2 separate regions of the Mus musculus genome follow, and region 2 is linked to region 1. Evidence: chromatin contacts called from public HiChIP or PLAC-seq data. All regions are on one chromosome and are shown on one strand. The core of a region is the stretch at or near the end of the contact, and the rest is flanking DNA. Distances in the headings are between cores, read along the strand shown. Region 1 overlaps Rassf8 (Ras association (RalGDS/AF-6) domain family (N-terminal) member 8). Region 2 overlaps Itpr2 (inositol 1,4,5-triphosphate receptor 2).

What was found. HiChIP or PLAC-seq counts read pairs in DNA pulled down with a chosen protein or histone mark.
Region 2: an HNF4G HiChIP or PLAC-seq map of pancreatic cancer cells shows a contact between it and region 1. The contact joins two enhancer-like sites. A contact is called at or near these places in 2 of 115 datasets of contacts at active chromatin or transcription factors (fibro-adipogenic progenitors and pancreatic cancer cells).

What each region holds. Positions count from the first base shown.
Region 1 is chr6:145,767,695-145,773,589 of GRCm38.p6, reverse strand. All of the region lies in intron 1 of Rassf8 (Ras association (RalGDS/AF-6) domain family (N-terminal) member 8), which reads right to left. Among named protein-coding and RNA genes, the nearest start is that of Gm15704, 22 kb to the right of the region's middle. Within about 2 kb of position 3,474, at least 56 of the 459 cell types and tissues checked have an H3K27ac peak or open chromatin away from gene starts, as enhancers often do. A contact at or near this core is called in pancreatic cancer cells, where this site is marked.
Region 2 is chr6:146,301,281-146,307,175 of GRCm38.p6, reverse strand. All of the region lies in intron 34 of Itpr2 (inositol 1,4,5-triphosphate receptor 2), which reads left to right. Among named protein-coding and RNA genes, the nearest start is that of Gm35596, 84 kb to the right of the region's middle. Within about 2 kb of position 2,320, at least 8 of the 459 cell types and tissues checked have an H3K27ac peak or open chromatin away from gene starts, as enhancers often do. A contact at or near this core is called in pancreatic cancer cells, where this site is marked.

The sequences.
Region 1 (5,895 bases), core at 2,225-4,724:
TTCCAAAACCATTTCTCATTACCAGAGGCACGGGATATCACCACTAAACCCTCCATCCATAGGTTTCTTGCACGACAGCTGTGGAGGGTAGGAGACTGAGCCCTCCCTTCTCACTAACGTCCTCTATAGGATGGTCTGGGGAAGGCCTGCAGCCCCATTCAGAACAGAGGGAAAGACAATCTGTAAAATGTATGCTCTTTTACCAGATCTGTCTTTTCATAGAAATTACATGCTTCAAGAGCTGGAGATGGCTCAGTGGCAAAGAGTGCAAACTGTTCTTGCAGAGGAACCAACTTCAGGTCCCAGTACTCATATCAGGCAACTTCCAACCACCTGCAATTATCGTTTTGGGGAATCCAACACCTGCTTCTGGCCCCTACAGGCACTGTACACATGTGGTACACATACATATACTTAGGCACACACAAATACATGTAAAATAAAAAGTAATATATCTCTTTTTTAAAAGAAAATATAGGACATGAAGTTTGTTATCACTGTTTCAAATGTAGAAACCTAACAAGCTGACTTGTGATAAAGTGAAAATTCTTCTCTATCATCACTCTCAGAAAGAAAAATTTCTTTAAAATTATGTCTTCATGGAGAAAACCTGATTTAATAGATATTCTGAATATAAGACAATAATATTAAAAAAACAGCCCTATGAAAACATAAACAGTGTTACAGTGAGTTGTGAGACTGCAAAGCTATTCTGTTGTCCATCAAAGGTAACAGTAAAATTAGATGCTTCTGCAGGGGCTGAAGAGGTGGCTCAGCGGTTAAAAGCAATGAATGTTCTTACAGAGGTTCTGAGTTCAATTCCCAGCCCCCACATGGTAGCTCACAACCATTTATAATGGGATCTGATGCCCTCTTCTGGTATGTCTGAAGACAGCTACAGTGTACTCACACATATAAAATAAATAAATCTTAAAAAACAAACAAACAAACAAAACCATGGATCCCACTTTGGGCCTGCCACTGGACCTTCTTTTCCTCAGGCTCCTCTCCATTTTCATCCCTGTAATTCTTTCAGACAGGAACAATTATGGGTCAGAGTTGTGACTGTGGGATGGCAACCCCATCTCTCACTTGATGCCCTGTCTTCCTGCTGGAGGTGAGCTCTATAAGTTCCCTCTCCCTACTGTCTGGCATTTCATCTAAGGTCCCTCCCCTTGAGTCCTGGGAGTCTCTCATCTTCCAGGTCTCTAGTACATTCTGGGGGGTCCCCCCAACCTATATCCTGAAGTTGCCTGTTTCCATTCTTTCGGCTGGCCCTCAGGGCTTCAGTCATTTTCCCTCACCCAACACCAGATCAGGTTCCCCTCTCCCCTCTACTTCCCCTTCCCCCTCCACTTTTCCTCCCAGGTCCTTCCCTCCCCACCTGTGATTGTTTTCTTCTCTCTCCCAAGTGGGACTGAGGCGTCCTCACTTGGGCACTTCAGCTTGTTGAGCTTTTTGAGTTCTGTGGACTGTATCTTGGGTATTTTTAACTTTATTTATTTGTTTATTTAGGCTAATATCCACTTATTAGTGAGTACATACCACACATGTTCTTTTGGCTCTGAGTTACCTCACTCAGGATGATATGTTCTAGTTCCATCCATTTGCCTGCAAACTCAGGATGTCCTCATTATTAATAGCTGAGTAGTATTCCATTGTGTAAATGAACCACATTTTCTATATCCATTCTTCTGTCATGGAACATCTGGATCCAGCTTCTGCTATCACAAATTAGGCCTCTAAGAACATAGTGAAACACGTGCCCCTGTGGCATGGTGGGCATCTTTTGGGTGTATTCTCAAGCTCAAGGGGAGGTCCCAGGCCTCACACTATTACTGAGGCTATGAAGCTCTCAAAAAAGGGACCTAGCATGACTGCTCTCTGAAAGAGCCAAAGGGCAGCTGAAAGCGTCAGATGCTGATATTTGTACCCAACCAATGGACAAAAGCAGCTGAGTCCTGTTGTTGAATTAGGAGAGGCTGAAAGAAGCTGAGGAGAAAGGCGATCCTGTAGGAGGACCAGCAGCCCCAATCTGGACCCCAGAGATCTCTCCAACACTGGACCACCAAACAGACAGCATACACAAGCTAATATGAGGCCCCCAATACACATACAGTAGAGGCCTTTGGGTCTGTGTTCATTCAGAGATGATGCACCTAACCCTCAAGAGACTGGAGGCCCCAGGGAGTTTAGAGGTCAGATGGGGTGGGGGGTGGGGGCCTCCATGTGGAGACAGGAGGAGTGGGGAGGAGGGGTGGGATGTGGAGTAATCAGAGGGTGGATGGGGGGATGGAATATGAAGTGTAAAAAAATGAATTTAAAAGAAAGGGGGGTTGCTTCTGCACCTGAAAGACACAGGGAGGCCATGCTCTCCACAGTGACTATGTCCTATGGTGGCTGCCAGGCAGGCTGGTGAGTGTACAGCTACACCCCAGCTCTGTGGAATGTATCAACAGGCAAAGCTGCATCTTATAAAGAAGGGGAGAAAGGTAAAAGTCAAAGGAATCTCAAGGTATTTAGTCAAGAATTACAGAAAACAGCAATAATGGAAAACTCTTCAGCAGCAAATTCCAGGTAAGCCATCTAATCCTCCCCTGCGTAACCTGAGGGATGCAAATAAACCCATCCCCAGTCGTTCAAATCCCCATGCACGTGCCCCACCCCCAGCAGGAAGCCTCAACCATAGCCCTGTGCACAGAGCCCACACTCTAGTCCTGCTGCCCAGGAGGCAGCTGTGGGCCGGACTCTGCGCTGTGATGTGATTACAGAGTCACTCGGCAGCTGCACTGCTGAGCAGGCTTCCCGGCCCGGCCTCAGTACACAGCAGGACTACGGACAGGACGCCACAGGCTTCGGTGAGCACACGGATGTGATCAGCGGCCCTGCTGCAATCACTGCCTCACTCTCAACACTTGTGGTACTAGGGTTTCCTCTAATGCAAAACACGTAGCAGGCTCTGCATGAGAACCGAACCAGCAAGGAAGGAGAACTGTAGACTTAGGAGCTCTACTAGAAGGTTCTGAGGCTATGCATTTTTTTCAGAAGATTAATTTAAATGAGACCTCTGAAGGTCATGTAATCACTAATGAATAAAGGGCTAAGGAATTTATGGCATGGTACTCTGATTGGTGTCCTTAAAGAGTTTACTCACCTGTAAAATATGAACAGCTCGCTTATAAGTGATTCACCTGCCACAAACAAGGTCAGGCTGCTTTTTCTCCTGAGACCAGTAAGTCATGTTTGAGAGACGGAGCCAAGATGATGGAGCAGGTATACCAAAAGCAACCTAATTCATAACTTGGTTGCGTGCACTAAAGGAGATTGCTGGGAGCTTTGCACTTAAAAGGCCTCTCAGGACGGTTCAGTGCCACCGAGGATGTCGCAGACAACTAAGGACAAAGCCACACGCCTTCCTAGCTGCACCCTGTGGCTCCTCTGCTCTCAGAGGCAGCAATGGGAAGTACAGGCAGGCAAACTTATTTGTCAATGCAAGCTTGGCTGGGCATCCTAACGCAGTGGCGTGGTGCCACCTAACACTGTAGTTCTTTAAATCAGCATGTTGCAAAGGACAGTCCCTGAGTCCCCACTGAACATAGCTACACACGCCTCCTGAAACTCCGAACGGTTTCTGAGGAACCGGCCAGACACACGGGCTGACCTAGCTTCTGACCCTCCCTGCAGGGCTCTTGAGCAGGGCCAGCCTTGTGAGGTAGTATGCCAGCCTTGTGAGGTAGTATGCCAGCCTTGTGAGGTAATATGCCAGCCTTGTGAGGTAGTATGCCAGCCTTGTGAGGTAGTATGCCAGCCTTGTGAGGTAGTACGCCAGCCTTGTGAGGTAGTATGCCAGCCTTGTGAGGTAGTATGCCAGCCTTGTGAGGTAGTATGCCAGCCTTGTGAGGTAGTACGCCAGCCTTGTGAGGTAGTATGCCAGCCTTGTGAGGTAGTATGCCAGCCTTGTGAGGTAGTAGGCCAGCCTTGTGAGGTAGTATGCCAGCCTTGTGAGGTAGTATGCCAGCCTTGTGAGGTAGTAGGCCAGCCTTGTGAGGTAGTAGGCCAGCCTTGTGAGGTAGTAGGCCAGCCTTGTGAGGTAGTAGGCCAGCCTTGTGAGGTAGTAGGCCAGCCTTGTGAGGTAGTAGGCCAGCAAGGCAGAACCACACTGCTATCCTGCGGGGCTAACGCAGGCTGAAAACACTCTCAGTGTTCTTAGAGTGGTGGTCAATTTCTACCTTAAAAATAATGAATTCCCCCACGTTAACTTACTGTCCTAAAAAAACAAGACACACAGGCTGTTCTCCTGACAGTGTTCTGTGGGCTCTTACCACTCTGTCCTCTGATCCCAGTCACTTGGAAGGGGTGGGTTTCTGTAGTTTCACCTAACACTTTGTGTCTTTGGAAAAGGAATTCAGTTGTTTCTTTAAAGACCACTTAATGGCCCAGAGTGCTCTTCTCACCCTCCTTCCCTGCTGCCCAGAGCTCCCTGCAACAGCACAGGAATTGCCTGTACAGTTAGTTACCAGTTTGGCATTTGGAAAACTGCCTAAAGTGAGGGCTAAAAATGCTGAAGGAGACCTGGAGAGTTAGTTTTAGAGAATAAAAACAAAACCCTGCCACACTTCTCCTTGGGAGAACGAATGAGCCCCTGGCTCCTTGAGAAGGGAACGCCTGGCAGCACCGAGCACTCCATTGCCTAATGCTTGGAGAATGTGAGGCGCGAGGGAGTCAGAGAAGCCTTGGCTACAGGACGAGAGCTGACGCAGTCCGTGTCTGCCACACTCACACTGTGCCCTTCACAGATGTCTCTGCATCTATTTATAGGACGTTTAGGGCCAGGCCAGTTACTGTCCGCCATATTACCATTCTCATAACAGACTCATACACAAACTATCTTTTTTATGAATAAAAGACACTCCCACCCCTCATCTCTCAACAAAACTCAACTCTTAAAAGTCTTAGTCACAAAATTACATGAAATAGTAAATAAGAAGTAGTACAATAAGAAATTGTAGCGCCCAGGTACAATACAAGATTGGAAAAAATATGTATGTCCCAATGACAGAAGAAAACGTGAGCCTCAGGCGCCTGTCTATGGCTAGCTCCAGCCGCAAGGCCACCCTTTCCAGAAGTCAGGGACTGACTAGAACTTCATAGTTGTTTCACAAATGTCATTGATTTCCTGGTTTTTAAAAAGGTATTAGTTTCGAATATTTACTGTGTGTGTGTGTGTGTGTGTGCACATGCGTGCTTGCGTGTGAGTGCACTCAAGTGTGTGTGTTTACATATGCCTTGGAGGGTGAGTGTAAGTCACAAGACAACTGACTGACAGCAGTTGGTTCTCTCCATCTAAAATATGAGTCCCGGGGATTGAACTTGGGTCTCCAGGCTTTGTGGCAAGCATCTTTGCTTACTGGGCCATCTCACCTGCCCCTGGTTATTTTTTAAACACTGTTATCATTGCAACACTAAGGTACAGTACTGCCTGTGTCCAATTGTTAAAGAAGAATAGCAGGCTCTAAAGCATCATGGGATTCCTGTGTCCTGTGTGGTGCCAGACATCAGAGGAAGCCTTTCTTCCACAAGCCCCACTGACACTCCCCTCCAGGAGATGAAGTGACTTGATAGGTTCAAAATGCCAAGGAAGGTCAAAGAAAACTGGAATTAGAACCACATGGGAAGAGACTATCACGCGGGAAGCAACTGACGACATAAACTAACACCCACCCTAACTTGGCCGCACAGGCTCTGAAGCTCCCTGGATCCACTGTCCATGGAAAACAGTTTTCTTACCCAAAGCAAACTCTTCCCACACACCTCCTCCTTTTTGAAGCTTCCTCTGTTTTTAGTATTGTTTTCAAGAAAACTTGCCCAAGTGGGAAGTGAGCCGTTGGAGAATTT
Region 2 (5,895 bases), core at 1,071-3,570, 530 kb before region 1:
TCATCATATATATCATGTCATATACTATTTCATATTGTTGTATAATATCACACTATATTTTGATATGTATCATCATGTATCACCTCATTAGATTGTATACTATCCTATTCTGTCCTGTATCATCATGTCATATCATAGCATCATGTCATATTATATTACTATATATTATACTATTTCATATTATTATAATATCACATTATATTATATCATATATCACATACCATCACATATATCACCATATGTCACCATATTATTATCATCATGCCACATATAAAATCTATATATATATAATCATAAATATCATCACACAATATTATATATCATCATGTCATATTATCATATTACATCCCATTATACCATGCCATCACAACTTCAATTATGTAATAGCTTCATCATGTAACATGTATCATCATGCCATGTTATATTATCGCCCATATATATCATCTATATGCATATCATATCATTTCATATCACACACTCATCATATATCACATCATGCCTTATAATCATACCATATCTTCATATCATATCATAGATTCATATATTTCCATATTATCATATCATCACATCATGTCACACCATCATTGCATACCATATTACATCATGTGATATCAGTATATATCTTCATAGTTCATATTCAGTCATATAGTTCAATCATCTGTAAACCTATCTTCATATCATAAGATTTCTTCTATTTGAAATCTCTTGTTTCTCACTTCTTTACTGATTGCTTCTTGTTCAAAATGGAGACTCTGAAAGCAGGGACTTTGACTTTTTTGTCATCAGGGCCTGGAAATTTGTTTCTGATAAACAGGATAATAAATGTATTTGTTACTCTCTCGTCACTGAGATAAATATTTCTACAAAATGACTTAAGGAGGAAGCCCTCCCTGAATGTCTTTGGCTGATGTTTCACAGACACAGTCCACTGTGGTGGGAACAGTGTGGTGACATGTGTCTAGCTGTGACCACAGGAGCCCGAGGTGGTTGTTCCCTTGCACCCACAGACAGGAAGCAGGGAGCCATGAATGCTGGTGCTTAGCTCATTCGTTTTTATTCAGGTGGAGACCCCAGCTGTTGGGCCAGAGCCACCTTAGGCAGGGTGGTTCTTCCTTCCTTGGTCAAATGTCTCTGGAAACACCCTCATGGATACATCCAAGAGCACTGCTAGGTGTTTCTAAATCTTGCTAACAATGTGATGGTAACCATTGAATGGGTGCACATTGATTTATCATAGTCTGTGGACTCGGGAGACATTGCCTTGGCTAGTTTCAAAAGGCAATATGACAACAGATTTGTGTTTAAAGATCAAATTAACTTGTGTGTGATTCTAGGGTTAGGCACCTCACACCCCCCACTCCACACACAGTATAAAACAGAATAACTTCCTATGACCTAGTGAAGGTTGGGGTTTCACAGACAGAAAGGGGCTGAGGAGGGCAGAGGCGGGACACTGAGCTGGCCAGCTATTTGAAAGTTCCTTTCTGTATAACGGGAAAGCAGAGAGACATCCACAGCATGGCAGGGTTGGCTCCATCTCTCTTGGAAACTGGCCTGTTTCTGAACCCAGTCAATACATCCTTCTGATTAGGTCAGGTGTCCTGAGACATCAGGCAGTCTACAAGTGTGGCTTCCCATGAAGTTCAGCCATTGCGGGGACCCGTGTGAAACTTTACAGCTCAGATACACAATCATTTTGGCTTTGGCTTTCTTTAAAAATACACAGCAACACTGAGATTTGGCACAGCTCAGACATTTAAGAATATAATGTTTAAGGGAATAGAGAATAATATATATGTAAAACATGGCACAGCCTGGGCAGACATATAGTTATAAAGCCTTTTGATGCATTTGTGAAGTGGTAAACACATTTCTTATAAATGCAAATATCAAGTGTAGTTTGCATGTGTGAAACACCTGTTTCTAAAGTATTTTCAAAGTACCATTAGCTCAGCCTGTCTGTCATCCAAAATCTTCATCATGTATGCACTGGATACATACGTGGTAAGAAGACAGCAGACCTACTCACTCAGCCCTTCCCTCCCTGTGAGCAGTAAGCGCTTGCTGGGTGCTGAGGAAGGTTAAGGCGACAGGGATCTGTAGATGTGCCTGGTTAGACATTGTTCCTCAGTTCACCCATTCCTGTAAGCACATGGCAGAAGGCTTCCAGCCTGTGATATTTGCAGCTCGATGCAGGGAAACAAATGCACACACATCCCCGTGGTTCTGCATTCTTTTGTGTGACCATAACCAACCTCACTCTATTTTTAAACATCTAATGTTTGCAGTCATCTCTAACGTGAAGGAAGAAAGTAAACAGCTAGGAGTGGACCTTCTGAGTCATGACGAATGCTGTCCTGTGATGTTGTTAGCACACCAGCAACGCCAGAGAACGCCTTTCTCCTTAGCATTGTGTTTGGAGTTTGTTGATCTTAAAAATATTGCTAGAGTTTTAATGCACTTTTTCTCTGCCATGTGTGAGGAAAAGAACTTTTCCATATGATTGAGCCACCAGTATTTCCTTTGCTATGAAAGGTCATATCCGGTAATTTGAGTTCAACCGTTACATAGTAAGAAGTGAGCTCTTTGACTATTTGGTAGCTAGTTTTCTTACATTTTCTTTGAAATAATTTATTTTTTTAGCATAAGGAATACATATTCACATATTGCACATTATATTATATACTATATGTTATATAGAATGTGTTATAATGTAGGTAATAATAACAGGGCTTCTTAGTTTGTGTCGGTGTTTGCACACATTCCTGTGTGTGCAGTTGTGTTTAGGGCAACCCTTCTTTTAGAGAGGTTCTCCATGGGTCTGGGATCTTCCAAGTAGGTTAGTGAGTCCTGGGTTCTCCATCTGTGTCCCTAGTGCTGGGTTTCAAGTGCACGCTGTCACGCTTGGCTTGTTCTGGACTGTGGAGCTCGGCTACTCGCCCTATGAAGCATGCGTTTTACTAAGCCGTTAGCCCAAACTGATTTCTTTTTAAAGTTCAATTCCATTTTCAGAATAGCGTCTGTCGTTCTGCGGTGTTGTTCCATCCTCAGAGGATTTTCATAGTTTTGGTTTTTCCGTATCTTTCTGGTGTTACTGTTAAAAGCCTTGAGCTCTGTGGAAGTAAGTGTGGTGGCCCATGTCTGCAACCTCTGCACTCAGCAGACTGGGGCCATAAAGACTGTGAGTTCCTCCTGGTCACAGAGAGTGAGATAAAGAAAGGGGAAGAGATGGGAGGGAGAGGTGGAGGGAACAAGAGAATGGGAGGGTAGGGGAGTCTGACTTCGAGACATCTAGTATACACTTACTTACAGGTTGTGTGGCATGGACTCAGTGTTATCTTTCCAGATGACTAGTCAGGCCTTCCTCTCCTGTTCTTGGGTGACCGTAAGAAGCAGGTGCTTTGTTCAGGTAGAGGATTGCAGGAGCATCCATGTGGTAGAGTTGGAGTGTCACACAGGCAGCATGTATCCGTGCTTTCAATGTTCTTCCTATTTAAAATCTCTACTGGGTTGGGGAAATAGCTCAGTCAGTGGAGCACCCACAAGGGGACCTGAGCTCAATCTGTACAGCCATATGAAGAGCCTTGACATTGTGCCATGTGCCTCTAATTCCAGTCCTGTCAAGGCAGAGATAGGAGGATCCCTGGGGCTTACTGGCCCAATTCCAGGCTAGTGAGAGAGGTGGGGTCAGTAAATACAGGCAAAGTTGTCGTTTGGTCTCCATACAGGCATGTGCACACACATGCACCCTTGCACACACACACACACACACACACACATACACACACACAGAGGCACACACAGGCACACACACACACAAAGGCACACACACACACACATACAAACAGAGGCACACACAGCTACATACACACACACACACACACACACACACAGCTACACACACACAGTGAGTGCTCCACTGTCTGAGCTATTTCCCCAACCCAGTAGAGATTTTAAATAGGAAGAACATTGAAAACACAGAGGTGCACACAGCCACACAAACACACACAGCCACACATACACAAGAGGCACACACAGACACACACACACACACACACACACACACACACACACACAGGCACACATACACACAGAGGCACACACACACAGAGGCACACATAGCTACACACACACACAGCCACACACACATATACAGAGACACACACAGGCAGGCGCACACACACACACTCACACACACTCACTCACATGCACGCACACAGGCATGAATCCTGTGTGCGGATTTATTCTGAGGACTTTGCGCTGGAGAGCAGGTGCAGCTCCCGCCCACGTCTTCCTCCTCCAGCTCCAGCTGTTCTGGTTCTGATGGGCTGACACCCAAGCACATTTTCTAATTAATGCTCCTCTCCCTGCTGCCTCTCCCCATACCTGTCAGTGTGTATATCTAAGCACTTTTCCATGGCACCTCTCACAGAGCTGTATGTGTTTTCAGAAGGTTCGGTCTGGCAGATACCATCAGTGACTCCAGCTAGTTAAAAACGTTCACAGAACACACAATTTTTAATGAATTATAATTAGAAATAGATTCAGATTACATCCTAAAGCCCCTGAAGAGACTTGTCATATCCAGGAAAATTTTAGGATTTATAAGCCTAATTAGGAGGTTAGCCTTGTAATAAAAATACCCGTGAATAAAGGTGGCTCATTTCTGAGAAGTCATCTTCTCTAGGCAAAGGTCCCCCAAAGCAAAGTGCCTGGGCATTGGCCTCTTTCCCACTCATTTGTTAGGGACTTGGATGTCTGTCCTCTGGTGACACATTCTTAACAAGGCAGTTGTTCTAACTTAGGGACGAAAAAGGAACACGTCTTTGTAGGAAATTTAATATGACCCGTATTACATGTGGCAGGCATGAGGAATGACTGGGCATAGCAGGCTCATTAGCTGAGTGTTGTTGTTAACCATGGGGATTTACCCTGCTCTGTATATACTGCATATACCACAGAGCCCAGATTGTTCCAGCTTGATGGAATTTAACTTGGTTTGGATCACAGTGCTGACTTGAAAACATTGTTTTCCCAGTCAGTGCTCCTGTGCATGAGGCAAAACAAATGCTTTTCCTAATCTCAGGGTTCCTTTCTGACCCCCACCCCTGGTGCCTTTTAACCAACCAACTCAGCACTTTTCATTTTGATTTCAAACTAATATCTGTATTGACAGAGCAGAGAATCTGCCTCAGGCTATGTTTGTAGAGGTTTTTTTTTTTAAATTTAATTTGTTTGCTGTTGTCTTGTTTTGCTGAGAAGTGAACCAAACACTTCATGTGTGATGGGCATGTGTCCTACCGTGAGCTGCACTTCTAGCCCTTAAAGTGTTGGCTCACTGTTCTGTGTGCCCCTGGTGTCTCCCTTGGTTGCAGGGTTAATCTTTTGTGGCTTCAAAGTCATGGTTTTTAACCGTAGGCCACAGTTTACATTGAGGCCAGGAAAGTTGCGTATTTTACCTGGTGTTCATATTGTGTAGTTCATATTAAGGCAGGACACTAGGTCGGAATGGTCACGCAAATTGGGGAACAGAAAAATATTCGAACAGTTCACAATGGTGGAGTGCCTTCAGCTTTCCCTCCATGTGCCACCACTGAAGACGAGGTGGAACGGCTACTCATGGGTGGACCTGGGGTGGGCATGTGTGGCTGTGCGTACTTACTCATACAAGGGAGAGACTCAGCACTGAACTAAATTTCCATGGATGTCTTTGGAAAAGTCTTCCTGCAGCTTTTCCTTGTATGTCATATTATTAAAAAAGCAAACAAACATTTCATTGCTGTTGTTCTCATTCATGCATATCTCATGTGCCTGCATGTGGGTTTGTGCAGTGAGTACAGACCTCAGAGTCTGGAAGAGGGAGAGCATCATGGGCTCTGAGAACTGAGCTCAGAT